Regions from separate parts of the Gossypium hirsutum genome. Here region 2 is linked to region 1. The links are chromatin contacts, called in public Hi-C maps. All regions are on one chromosome and are shown on one strand. Each heading gives the region's core, a stretch centred on a gene start, on an enhancer-like site or on the middle of the called end of the contact. The rest is flanking DNA. Distances are from core to core; before and after follow the strand shown. Region 1 holds the start of LOC107960004 (protein yippee-like). Region 2 has its middle 29 kb from the start of LOC107960005.

What was found. A called contact is a pair of places that touch in the nucleus more often than the background predicts.
Region 2: a Hi-C map of hypocotyl shows a contact between it and region 1, with 4 times the contacts expected there. The contact joins the enhancer-like site here to the promoter of LOC107960004 in region 1. A contact is called at or near these places in 18 of 34 Hi-C or Micro-C datasets (anther, callus, cotyledon and 5 more).

Annotation. Positions count from the first base shown.
Region 1 is chrA05:78,883,904-78,886,603 of Gossypium_hirsutum_v2.1, forward strand. It overlaps LOC107960004 (protein yippee-like), which reads right to left and starts at 1,307. Exons shown (of 6, transcript XM_016896199.2): 1 at 1,151-1,307; 2 at 763-888. The coding sequence starts at 858.
Region 2 is chrA05:78,918,299-78,921,062 of Gossypium_hirsutum_v2.1, forward strand. No RefSeq gene overlaps it. Among protein-coding and RNA genes, the nearest start is that of LOC107960005, 29 kb to the left of the region's middle. Within about 2 kb of position 1,508, at least 1 of the 9 cell types and tissues checked has an H3K27ac peak or open chromatin away from gene starts, as enhancers often do.

The DNA of each region.
Region 1 (2,700 bases), core at 57-2,556:
TTTTAGATCATATTATAGATGTAAATTAAGTGAGAGACAAAGATCAGAGTTCATGTTTTTGTAGTAAAAAGAAACACCTGGAAACTCTGCATACTCTGCATCTTTTGGAGGATAAAATCCTCGAATAAGGGGAAAGAACTCAAACAGCTGATCCAACTACTTTGGGGCCAAGACTCGGGCTTTTTATGTTAACTAGGAGATCTCCAGAACAGGTCCTTTCAAATATAATTTATATACGTACATATATATTATACTATATAAATATATATGTTTAACATCATATTTGTCCCAAAGGCCAACAATTTGCCATCACCATAAAGTGCCAAGCCCTTCCAAAGACCCCAAACAAGCTTCCATGCTTAAAAAGAGACAACAATAACACATATATCCTCCCAGCATCCATTTTATCCTTGATATGTTAACATCTATGCTTAAAAAGAAAAATTGAACTTACACTAAGAAAGTAAATGATTCCTGCAAGACCAACATGGATTATCAAAATTCCTAGTTTTTCAATCTAATCAATCATGGAGTCCCATCAATTATAAAGTTCATCAAAAAAGAATTTTTTGTATTAAACACTACTCCAAGTAATAAATGCTATGAAATTAGATATACCCAAATCATAATCAAAATCATCATTACATAAACTTGGTAAAATCAAGCAAATTAAAAACACCCAGATGAAAATTTCACAAGCATAACAGACAAAGAGTCAAAAGGAATCAAATTTTAAGAAAAATATATATAAAAAAGAACAACCTTGGAAAGAATATCATCAACAAGAGCAAGATGGATTTTGCAGTGCTTGCAGCTATAAACTTTCCCTTCAAGGTTCACCACAAATAACCTCCCCATCTATCCACCACCTACCAGATCTTTCCAAAACTAAGAAAAGAAATAAAAAAGAAATAATGTATTTTTGGATATGAAAAAGGGAAAAATGAAAACTTTGAATACCAAGACCTGATTTTAATCACAAAAAAAAAAGAAACAACAGATTGATTATTGATGAAAAGAGTAGTAAGAATTGAAGGAAATAAATGGATTGCATGTGAAATAAAAGAAAAAGGAAATTATAATTGCACAGAAAAGATAAAACTTTGGACTTTGGGAATGTTGAATTTTCTTTTCTTTTTTATTGCCTTACCTGACTTGGCTTCTCTCACTTTGTCTACGGTTTTGAGAAAGCTTTCATGTGTTCAATTAGTTCATTTAGCCATAAATGTGGACCAAAGAAGCTTATCACTTTTAACCCTTCAAATTTCTTTCCGAACACTTTAAAAATATTTGAAATTTCATATGCACTGGAAATCACATATTTAAAATATAAAAATATACGAACTCTAAATATAAAATAGACTTAAAAAATATTTAAAAGATAATAAATAATGAAATGAAACTAATAATAATAGCATATATACAATATGTACGAAATTAAAATAAAAATTAATTTAAATGATGAGTAAATTAAAATTTAAATATGTAAACACATCAAATTAAGAATATTAAATGTATTCCAATTATTTACAATGATATTATCATTTTTCCTGAGTTGGTGTTAAGTTGGCTTGTGATATTAACTCAATCTATAACATTATCAATATATACAAACAATGTGGATGAAAATGATTTGTGTAATAACATTGAAATATACAAAATAATAATAATAACAATAAGCCAATAAAAAATAGTTGAAGTGGTAAAGAACAAATTTATAAATGTTGGTTACATTCGTCTAAATCTCACAATATGTAAAATTTCATTAAAAATATAACAAGACAAAAATAAGCTCATAATAATATAATTTATTTATAAATAAAAATATTTTTTTGTAATTTTCTTAATTGAGCTAGTGATCGGTTAAGCTGTGATACTAACTCGATCAATTATTTAAATATTAGCATAGATACTAGTATAATGGCAAGTGCAAGTATAAATTATAATAATATATATTCAATGAATTAAAATTATAATAAACTCAATACAAAACATAATTATATTTTTTAATGAATTTACGAGTACAATTATTTGTATTAGATTTTATCACATCCATGATGTGGGAGAACAAAAATATTTTATAGTAAAAAAATATATCAAAAAATGATTACTAGTGGAGTGGTACGGTTTTTTCTATACATTTGTTAGTCATGTGTTTTAATCTCAAATAATTTTTTTCGGTTGTTTTATTTTAAGATTATATAAAAGTATGAAAATACACTTATAATAATATCAATTACCCTTTAAAGCAAGGACATTTTAATAATTTCACAACTAAATTGATGTGGAGTTGACTCGTAACACTAATTTAGTTAATCACTTTTCAGATAATTATAAGTACAAATATAAATTATAAATATTAGATATCTAATTAACTAAAATTATTATACAAAGTATTACTAATTAAAAATAGAATATATCATATCTAGAGTTAAAATAAAAATCAATACAAAGCAAAATAAATTTTTTTTATTTTTTATTCTTTTAAAAGTGTTTATGAGTATAAATATAATTATAAGTACAAATATAAATCATAAATAATACATATCACAAGTACAAATATAATCATAACCAATACTTATTCGATCAATTGAAATTAAAATAAATTCAATACAATAAAACGAATTAGGGGTCATACATGGTGAAACTTAAAATTAAAATATCTTAAGGAGAACTTATACATGGCATTTTACCTATAGT
Region 2 (2,764 bases), core at 258-2,757, 35 kb after region 1:
AAATTTTAATGAGTGATAAAATAAAGGTGTTACTGATATAATTGGTGTGAGTTTAAGTATCACCATATACATATTGTTTTTGGTTTTTTAAAAGTGAAAAGACTAAAATACCATCGAATAATATAATTTTTTTAATTATGGAAGAGCATTTTCATAAATTTCTAACCTGATTGATGAGCTAATTGAAGGTAACACCAACTCAATTAAGAGTTTTATTAATAGTATTGATATTTTTTTAAGAGACCTAATTTTTTTATAAAAATCAATTATCTCTATATAAAGACAAAATATCCCAAAAAAACACAAAATTTCAAAAATTAGCCCTTTAAAAAACAGAGTCGGAGATAGGTTTGCTTCGTATGGACATTTCACTATTTGTATATAATAAGTATTTTATTTTAATTTTATTAATTATTATCTATAAAAAGAAGGATTCATTTACACAGGTATAAAATAAAATAGTTTTACTTTACACGCGATCATATATCTTTTTATGATTAATATTTTAACAATTCAACCGTCATATTTTGCATTTCAATTATATACGTCATACATATAAAATTTTATGTAAATTAAGAATTTTTAGTATTTTTTATAATATATAAAAGAGATATTAAATTATTCAAAACTTTACATGCATAATAATAATATAATTATATTGATAAATTTTATAATTAAATTATTAAAATATTATTTTTATAAAGAGATATAAAAAGATTTAAAACTACTTATACAAATAAATATTTTGTAATAATAATCTTTTAATTACCCATCATACAAGTCGCTTCATTTAAAATTTTTTTAAGGATGTAGTTTGGTGGAACTATTAATCCGAAGGGGCAATGACCCGATTCATACAATCAATATACAAGATGAATTGATATATTTGTTTTTATTGGAGAGAGAGTATGTTCCTTAACGTACAAGTAGTCAAATAATTTGCCTATAAAATCAAAATCATGTGAATCTTACGAGTTTTATTTTGATTTCAAATAATTTTTTTTTTAATTCAGTGACTTAGTTTATTTTTAAAAATATTAATTTGTATTCGATCACACAAAAACAATTATTTTGGTAAGTAAATTTGGATCACCCAAAACGAATTGTATATAAATTATTGAAGCATTATTGTTGAAGGTTGGTCTAGAAAATACTACAAAAAGAAATTGTGATTCCTTTGTGTTTCCTTGGGAATGAAGTGTCAGCACAGGATAATTGATGAGGAAGATGCACATGTCTTTCACACGTACACAATTGGGTCAATTTTTGAATACGATAGTATTTGGCTTCATATAAATCTTCTTTTTCCAGATTCAAGTGGGGATCGTTGCATGATTGTTTGGCAATCTATGTTCTTTCTATTTGCAATTTCTTTATCAATCATATCCTTAGGATATTCTAGATTTGATTTTAATTTCCATAATCATCCTACAGTCTATTTCTTTTTTCACTTTTTTTAAGGACAAGAGGAAATATTTTGAGAGAATCAAAGTACATAAAGGAGAGTAGATAAATTAAACTTCAGCTAGTAGGTTTATCTCATACACTCGTCCTATGTGACTCTCCTTTGGAAGATAAAACAAAAGTATCTTCAAAAAGAAGGGGAATTTATAACACGACGTAAAAGATAAAGCCATTGCATTAAATGATGAACCACCTTATTCGCATCCTTTAAAAAAGGTTTACAAATGAAGGAAATCTTCAACTAACAAATTAAACACCAACCTCCTCCACCGCACAGCCGAGTGAACTATCAAATCCTCGAAGACATATGCTGAAAAGACTGCACTATTCTTAAAGAAATCAAAGGAAAACAGAACAACAATAGAAACTGGAATATAAAAAACAGAGAAGGTAAACTCAATTTGCTATTCTTTCAATTCATGAAATTTGGAAAAGTAAACTTGTTTTCATTCCTACAAACGTACCCTATATACACATGGCTTCTACTGTTAACCACTGAATTATAACAATATACCTACTAAACAGTTTTAACCTCTACAACTACTATTTTGTTTGTAACTCCCTAAACTACTAATTGATTTTAACAAATTCTTCAACTATAAACTTTGTTAATTATGATATTTTAATATTCACCTATCTACTCCACTTTCGAGACCCGCAAAAGTTGTCGAAGTTTACAAAAATATGAAACTGATAATGGTTTAGTAAGGATGTTCGCCACTTGGTCACAAGAGGGTACTTTGCCGACGATAAGAGATCAATCGCCAACCTTCTCACAAACAAAAAATAGATCAAGATCTACATGTTTAAACTTTGAATAATCGCTCCGAAATTGCTTAATGTCTTTCCCAAATTGAGTTTTTACCATATTCTGAAATTGACTAAAACACTCAACAGCTTGAGATTTGAGTTGAATAAGAAATATCCATGTAAACTTACTGAAAACATCAACAAATGAGATATAATACCAACTATTACCACAGTTAACTACTGTTGGTCCCCATAAATCTAACACAACCAATTCAAATGGAACAATATATACTGTAGTTGAACTCAAAAATGGCAACTTGTGAGACTTTCCCTTTTGACAAGCAAAACATACATGATCAAATTTATTTTTATTCGCAACAATATTACATGTCTTTAAAACTGAGCTAACAACACAAGCTGAAGGATGTCCTAGACGACGATGCCAAACTTCAAATATTTCATCACTCAAAGAATCCAACACTAAGATGATATTATGTGTGCACGGAGTCATATGAGCAGCATTTTTGATTACCGGTGAGAACCTATAAAG